Regions from separate parts of the Rattus norvegicus genome. Here region 2 is linked to region 1. Evidence: chromatin contacts called from public Hi-C data. All regions are on one chromosome and are shown on one strand. Each heading gives the region's core, a stretch centred on a gene start, on an enhancer-like site or on the middle of the called end of the contact. The rest is flanking DNA. Distances are from core to core; before and after follow the strand shown.

Region 1 (4,279 bases), core at 1,090-3,589:
AATATTGTGTATGCATTGAACAGATACAGATATTTTATCTCTTTATCATTCCCTAAGCTAACACAATCTAACAACTGTTTAGATAGCATTTGCATTGCGTGAAGCACTGTAAGGAATCTTACAGATGATGTAAATTATTAAGGATATGTGCATAAATTTTATGTCCTTATTAGACCAACTGACACGAGAGATTTGAGAATCCTCAGATGTTGGTGGTGTGACGGTCCTGAAACACTACCCCACAGACACCTGGGACAACTCTAGTGTGTCATACACGAATCTGTGCTTTTCATCTTCCAATCTCCTCCACACAAGGTGCCAGGCTTTGACACATGACCAGAAGCATACATTCAGCCAAAGGTTACTGATGTCAGTGTCTAGGGATCTGGTGCTGAAGGTATGCACGTTTTGTTCCTGTATAAATAGGGGAACTGGTATCAAGATAAACTATTGTAGCCTGTAGCTAAGTCACACAGTCCACCTGGCTGTGCACACGCCCTACAGAATGAATGGCAAATAGTGCTCTCACTCAGCCTACCTCACTGTGGCCAATCTCTCAGTGAGATGATACTCACAAGAAGGCCAGTTCTAGGTCTTTCTACTGGTTAGAGTCTAGTCTCTGGGTAGAAGGAACAACACGATGGGGTGAAGCAACACAAGGAAAGGAAGAAAGCTGGGGAGAGATAGACCAGCTGACTGGGCTCATTCCTTCTCATCGAGGAGAGAAAATAGAAACCCAAATGCCATTTTAGTCAATGGGTAAGAAACAGAAGACCAGGCTCTAAGAAAAGACATGGCACATGGGGCTTTTCATGGCTTTGTCTGGCTCCCAACGCCCTCATCCCAGAGTCCCACACTCAGGTCTCCAATGCTCTAATTACATTACACAGCAGAAAGAAGGCCCAGTGCGCTCCAATGGGAGAGGTTACTTTGTTGCCACAAGAGTGTGTTGTACTTTCCCCCGATTCGTTATCGTTATCTTTGCTGAGGGCCTGGGGATGAGTGGGTGATGTGTCAGGTATCTGCTCCCACAGGAAATACCTTCAGGTTGTGTGTGTTCTCTCTTTATCTAGGCCCTGGATTCCGCCAGAGATACTCTTTGCTCACTTCCTTTCATTCTCACCTGCTTCTCATCTCTAAGGCCTAGACCAGACCTCTCTTCAGGTTCACCACCCTCCGATTCACCACACATTCTTGCAGAATGGCTACTGTTGGTATGTCTGTCTTTTAAGAGTGATGAGTTCTTCCTCATCATTAGCTCAGCTTATGTTAGTGGCACTGTACCCTGTTCTTTGCCCACAGGGTCTTGCTGTTCAGAATGTGGCTACAGTGACCAATATCAGTGCCACTGGGGCCTTATGCCAGCTACAGAATCTCAAGGTAATCCAGATCTAGTATACTGGATTTCCCATGCAGTACAGTTCCTAAGTGACTGATGACTGCACAGCCTCTGGTCTAGGCAGGTGATTCGGTCAGGAAAACACTTGCCTTGTAAATGTAAGGAGCTGCATTTGGGTCTCGTGTAAGAAGCCAGGTGCAATGGCATACACTTGTGATCTCATTGCTTGGAGCTTCCTGGAAAGCTAGCTTAGTACACACCGAAGTTCAGGCCTACCAGAGATGCTGTCTCAAATAAAAAGCAGAAGGGACCTGAGGGGCCTCCCTGGAATAGGATGCTGTGGGAGAACACAATCATTTTTATACTTCACTTAGTAGACCCAGGGACTTCTGCTGAGTCCTCCTGACCAGGGTGAAGTTTGAGGGGATGCAAGTGTTCTTAGCCCTGTCATGGATTCTAGGCACAGAGTTCCCATAGCTCAAGAGTGTTTCCACGTACCTACCTCCCACGTCTATACTTTCAAAGAAACCTCAGCTGGACCTGGAACACAACCGCCCGTGCCAATGCACCTGAGGGTGTCTCATGTGAATGGGCTGGCCCTCATGGGAACTTGGCAAGACCAGAAACGTCTCGAGTCTTTCCCCTCGACTGCTCCAGTGCAGTGTTGTAAATTCAGTGAGTGGGGGCGGGGATGGGTGGGAAGTGGAGTTTCCATAACCACCAAACCTTCTGACAGGGACAGAAGAAGAAATCTGTCTTCAAACTGTTCCAAACCTGATGATTGTTGGCTGTCATTGGTCCTAGAACCAATCTGGGTCAAACAACCAAAAGAGTGCAGTCATTTCTGTAAGAGCAGGCACACGCTTTGCTCATCAGTGGAAAGTCTAAGCATGCATGCTAAGACCAAAGGTTACGAGAAACTTGACTCCCCTGAGGTTGTGCCAGTTCTCTGTCTTCCAGTAACAAAGCATGCCAGTCGAACCTTTGGATGAAAGCACAGGGTAGTTGTCCCCGTGTCTGTCAAGATAGGTATGCGGTGTGGCCTACCCTGAGTAATGGTTTTGCTCTAGAGGGCTGCAGCCCAACTTGAAACAGTCATCCACAGTCATGGCCCAAAGAGATTTTAGGATATCATTGAAACCCAAGGGGGTTGGGGTGGGGGTGGGGGTGGGGGTGGGGCAAATAATTTGTTTTATATGCTCCGCCTAGGTTCTTAAATTCTTTCCTACTCAGGACCCCTTTTTATCTGAGAAATTGTTACAAAACCCTGGATTTGCAATAGATAATAAATCATAAGCTTATTGTAAAAGTAATTCATTCATATAAAAGTATATATTGTTTATTAAAGATGAAAGGTAATTTTTATACTAATGGGATGAATGTGTTTGTTTTTGTATAGAGAATTAAATTGTGACTGAGTATTTGATGCCACAGGGGACAGCTTCTTTAATGCTTTTCAGAGGTGATCATTATTTTGATTTTATCATCAATACTGAGAACATTGCTTCTCATAAAAAGGTGATAGGAAATGGCAGAAGGATGTTCAGGCCCATTTCAGAAGCTGTGAGAAATTCTGTCCTATTCTCAAGCCAAAATTTACTGAATAAGTTTTTAAATGAAATTCAAGTCAGCAATTCAAACAGCAATTTTTAAAACCAAACCTTGTAACCTAATGCAGTTCAAAGATATATTTAATCTGATACTTCGATGTTGAGGAAAAACAATAGGGAAATATTATGATCTCTGCTTTCTGTGATTCAATCATTATGTTTCTTTAGGGCAGAGGAATCTGTAAAACCTGCCAATTTCTGACACGCAGAAGTTTTGAGTCTGCGCTGAGGTGTTCCAGGCAGTGTTTGCTGGCATTGCATGGTGGGATGGGAGGGCCAACACAGGAGCCAAGGCTACAGTGAGGTCATGTGTTGCAATACAGTGCACACTGATAGAGGGGTCTTAGGTCATTATGTGATGGTTTTGGACTTGGCTTGCATCATGTTTAGAAACCTCTCACTGTTGCCAGTTTGTTTGCTTCTTCCTTCCTCCCTCCCTTCCTCCCTCCCTTCCTTCCTTCCTTCCTTCCTTCCTTCCTTCCTTCCTTCCTCTCTCTCTCTCTCTCTCTCCTCCTTCTTCTTCATCTACTTCTTCCTCTTCTTTTTCTCCTCCTCCTCCCCCTCCTCCTCTTCCTCCTCCTCCTCTTCTTTACAATTCCCACATTCAATTACCAGACCTCATATGTTGGGTTAGAAGTTCTCTGAGCTGTGGTGTGAAGAAGTGTCTGCTATTGGCCACAGTACTGTCTGAGCAAAAAGTTCCTGTAGAGCTTTCTAAGCCCAGTGCGACCTTGAACTTGCTGTCTTGCTGAGACTAGACTTGAACTAGACCTGTCCTTTCTGCCTCTACTCCCAAGAACAGGGATTGCAGTTGTCATGCTTTGCTTAAAAATCATTCTTTTGAGGTTTCTTACGAGCCTCTGTGTGTGTGTGTGTGTGTGTGTGTGTGTGTGTGTGTGCATATGTGTGTGAGTGTGTGTGTGTGTGTGTGTGTGTGTGTGTGTGTATGTCTGTATCTATACTGTCACATAGGTGCAGATTGCCATGGAGGTCAGATGAGGGCATTGGATCCCTTAGAGCTGGAGTTACTGAAGGTTAGGTACTGCTTTAGGTGGGTGCTGGGAACCAAATTTGGGTCCTCAGTAAGAGTAACACCCATTCCTAACTACCGAGTCTTTCTAATGTTTCTTAAGAATCAAATCTTAAAATACTTGCTACCTACTTCTTTAGCCACTGCACGTGGTGCATTCACTTACTGTGTGCTAGGGCAAGTTTAGGGCAGTGAGGATTTGGTGTGAATTCCTATTATTTTTTCCTCGTTACCTTTTTAAATATATAGTCACCCTCTACAGTGTCCCTGAATGCTTCCCCTGGAGTCCCCGAGGTCCCA
Region 2 (4,279 bases), core at 937-3,436, 210 kb before region 1:
GGAGCAGGTGAAGGACTTAAGTGTCACTAAGTTGGTTTCCAGTTGCTTCCAGGAAAAAAAAAAAGATCATTGGCACACAAAATTCTTGCTCCTAACATGTGACACTTCCCTCTTGTGTTCACAAGCCGGGGAGAGAGAGAGAGAGAGAGAGAGAGAGAGAGAGAGAGAGAGAGAGAGAGAGAGAGAGAGAGAGAGAGAGAGAGAGATAGAGATATCTTGGCTTTGATTGCAGTGTCTACGCTTTGAGGGGGTCCGACACAACAGAAAGCTGGAGACCCCAGGCACTATGGGGGTGGGGCACACAACCAAGCCAAACCAAATCAAGCCAAACCAAGCCACACGCTTTCTGTGTAACTGAAAACTCTGCCAAGCACCTTAGCCCTGACATGCCATGTGTGACTCTTCCAACTTAAGAACATTCTGTTTTAGACATTGTCAACTAGCCCGACACTTCATGCTGCTCTTACGATATACATCTACCAGAAAGGAGGCCAAGAGGAAAGACTTTATAACTACGCTCTACCTTCTGCAGAAGATCTGATAGCTGCTCCTGACACAGCCCCCATCTCGCCCCTGGGCATTTCCCCCTGCCTTGGACTGGCTGTTTGAACCAGCTCCCCCACCCCCATTGAAAGCACTGGGGTAGCAGATTGACCTTGACACAGACTCTGTATCTTGGCCAACAGAAGGGGTTTTTGTTGCTGTTGTTGACATTTATGAGTGATTGGGTATATTGATATTATACACATCCTCTCCCATATGGGATCAAATCTCCAGGGCATAAACTAAACCTAGAAGTTTCTAGTCACACATTTTTGAGGGGTGTGTGTGTGTGTGTGTGTGTGTGTGTGTGTGTGTGTGTGTGCATCACTGTCAGACTCTGGGAGGTGAGCTCCAGTCGCTGGCAGCAGCCACAGCCTTTATCTTTTGGGTTCCAGGAGTTAGCAGGAGTTTTATCTTGATGATGAAATCATCTTCAGAAGTGGGTGCTGAGGTTCAGAGAGTGAGTATCATTACTGAGAAAACACATTTTCCTTTTACACAGAGATACAGTCGTGCACTAGAGAGCCAGAAAAACAAAACCAAAAAAAAAAAAAAAAAAAAGTTGAGTTGCCTCAGAACAAACAAATATTCAGCACAGGCTGCAGGAAGTTTCCAGAAGATCAAAGAAGCTTTTCTCTATTGAGGTTGCTCAGGAACGTGTCTGCCGTTTCCTACCTTGGCTCTCAGGCTGCTGCTGGCTTTTATACATCCACCTCAGGAGGGCATTCCAACTTCAGCTTACTCAGAAGGGGCCTCAGAGAAGGAGGTCCAAGAATGCCATCTTGGGCTGGGGTGGGGGCAGGGCCAAGCGTGCCTGAATTGAAACACTTCTATCTAAAGGAGTTTCCTGGCAAGACTCAGGTTCAGACTCCTGCACTAACTTTGAGAAGAGGAGATGGGGGTGTTGAAGGAGGGGGGTGTGTGCATGAAAATTCCAGAGAGAGAGAGAGAGGCTGAGAAGGCTTTCTCAGTGTGTGAGTGGCCCTGGAAGGAAGAAGAGGAGGAAGAGGAGGAGGGGAGAAAGGAGGGGAAGGAGGGGGAGGAAGAGTCTCTTTCCCCCTGAGTTGAGATGAGAAGCTAGATGATCTGTGGGATCCTAGAGAGGCGATTGCAGATTTTTTTCTCAGGCCCTTGGGGAGAATATGGTGCTGGTTGGATTTTGATGCAAAATTTTTTTCCCAAATAATGGAGAAAGTTTGCCATCCTCTTGCTTAAAAAAAGAAAAGAAAAAACAAAACAAAACAAAACAAAACAAAACAAAAACCCCGCATTCTAGTTTCAGAAATCAATAACTATTCCAATCTTTAAAAAGCGATCATTTACTCTTGTCACAAGGTTTTGGGTGGTATGTTTATTGACACTTGATAGATTAGAAAACCGAGACTCTGGCTCCAAGGTATAGAGACCAGCAACAGGAAAGGCTCCACTCTGGGTGTCTCTGCTGCAATGGCTCTGCTTTTTCCAATGCAAGTGCCACAGCAGCTCTGGACAGCGACCTCCTAACAACGGACTGCTGTTGTTATCAGCAGGGATAGAGAGAAACTCTCCGGCTGGAAAGCTGAAGGACTAAGGTTGGGGAGGGAAGAGGAGGTGCTGGCTGTTACTAGGGCCCTATCTTTGCATGGGAACAAACAGGACTTTGCTCTGAGTCTGTGTTGGGACTTGCTGCTGAACCTAGAGGCACGCCCTGCATACCGGGCGCGCTCACCTCTGAGAACCGGGAGGTGAGAGAGCCTCTGTCTCTGAATGTGTCCAGTCTGCAGGATGCCCATCTAGGCCAGCCCAAAGGACACAGTTGCTTGCCTGGGAGCAAAGTCCCCTGGAGACCAACCCAATTCCAGCAAGGAGAATTCCACAAGCTTACTTCTGCTTGGATACCCTTTGGCCCCAGTACCTAGCTGTGTCAGAACCCATTTCGACAGCCTCTGAGCTCAGAAAGGACAGCTTCCCCTTATAGCTGCCTGGCAGATTCTCCTGTGTTTTCTGCTGTGATGTAATAGAGTTGGGTTACTCCAGATAGGCAACTGTTTATTATGATATAAGCCCATCTGTATCCCCCCACCAATGTGTAATTCCTTCCTTTTCACATTGATACCCACATGCACAGAAGAAATCCATTCCCAGAGACCTCTGGAAGCATCCCCATAGTTGGTACCAGCTTTCCACACCCTCCTCCCACACCAATCTTTTGTTAAAGTTGATATAACATATCTATAAAGCCAACTATTCTTTTCAGAGTCCCAAATAGCCATTTTAGCCACCTAAATCGGAGAGAGATAAATTTACCGTCCACTTTAGGTTTATGTGGGAACCATAAATATCAGGCTTGAGCCCCGAGGGCTAGAATTTCATGGGCCATTAAGCATGTCACCAGGTGGAAAGCTGTCAATAGCTAGATGTGAGTTACACAGAGACAACCTCAGTCAGCCTAGCTTAGGAAAGTACAGTCCCAGTCCAGAGGGGTGTCTTTTTAACTCACTCCTTCATGTATATACCAATTTCCTCCTCCCTCCACCGAACACTGACACTTGCTCCATTTCTTCCAGCTTGTTCCTCAGGCCAGTTAACAGGCAGCCCCCAGTCCTCATTCCCCTAGCATGAAAGGTCGGCGATACATAAGAATAAGAGATCCACAGCAAGCCAGACCTAGATTTAAAACACTGCTCTGCCATCCGATAGCCATGGAATAATGTAGAAACCACGTCGTCAATTTTAGCTTCAGTTTGTATAGCTGTGAACTTACTATTGATAATTAACAGCCTATGAAAGGTCTGGGGTTGGGGGAGGGACAGAGGATAGAGAGTGTAAGGGGCTAGAGTTCCAAGGGAGCAGACAGAGTGTGTTTATAAAAGCCAGAGAGCTTCACAAACAGAATGGGCTGGCTTAATAAAAGAAGACCACAGGCTTTCTGAGTTAACTGGATGCAGGTTGGTGGGTCCTGGGAATGGATGGGAGTGTCTGACACCCACGGTTAAGTTCCTAGCTAATCTTGATGATTCGCAATTAACACATATACCCTTCCAGAAAAGCCATGGTAAATCCTCTCAAAATCCCCTCAAATGACACATTTTTTTTTCCACGTTCATTTTCCTCCTAAAAAACCAATCCCATCCACGATTTTTCCCCCTCCTCCATAATTAGGCGGTGGAGAGGCACATTTCCATCCCGTGAACAGAACATATTAACTATTTTGAAACACTTAACATTTAACACAAACCACATGGCTACAGTTTTAATTACTCCCAACAACACAAATAGGTTCGTTTTTTAGCAAAAAGCAACAATGATGTCTGCTGCCTCCTGCTCCGGTCCCATCCACTCGTTTCCCTGTTTGACGAGCTCGGTGGTATGGCCCATCCTGCCCCGTGTTACCCAAGCCCCTGGCACCTGCCAATAAAAATGATGGCAGACTTTGATGCTCGTCCAGGTTTCCAACAAGAGGGCTCACTTCATAATCTCCAGAGTTCAGCCAGGAAGCCTGATCTGGGTGACCCTGGTTTTTGCCCCTGCAGTGTTACAGTGCAGACTTTCATTTCTGCAGGTTCTGAACTACTTTGAAAGTGAATTTTCTAGCATGCCAGGGGAAATGACCTATGAGCCTGCAGACAAATCTCAACTGATTGGCAAAGCCTTCACTCTTGATCCAGTGTGGGTTTGCTTGGGAAATCGGTGCTGCCCATGAACTACAGCTACAGGGTCATGCTCTGGGATGCGGTGTGTGCTTGCCTTCTTGTGT

What was found. Hi-C and Micro-C count contacts between places; a contact is called where the count stands out from the background.
Region 2: a Hi-C map of kidney shows a contact between it and region 1, with 5 times the contacts expected there. The contact joins two enhancer-like sites. A contact is called at or near these places in 4 of 12 Hi-C or Micro-C datasets (hepatocytes, kidney and liver).

Annotation. Positions count from the first base shown.
Region 1 is chr8:78,545,276-78,549,554 of GRCr8, reverse strand. The region is part of intron 1 of Rora (RAR-related orphan receptor A); the gene reads right to left. Among named protein-coding and RNA genes, the nearest start is that of Rora, 360 kb to the right of the region's middle. Within about 2 kb of position 2,339, at least 4 of the 93 cell types and tissues checked have an H3K27ac peak or open chromatin away from gene starts, as enhancers often do. A contact at or near this core is called in kidney and liver, where this site is marked.
Region 2 is chr8:78,750,573-78,754,851 of GRCr8, reverse strand. All of the region lies in intron 2 of Rora (RAR-related orphan receptor A), which reads right to left. Among named protein-coding and RNA genes, the nearest start is that of Ice2, 170 kb to the left of the region's middle. Within about 2 kb of position 2,186, at least 2 of the 93 cell types and tissues checked have an H3K27ac peak or open chromatin away from gene starts, as enhancers often do. A contact at or near this core is called in kidney and liver, where this site is marked.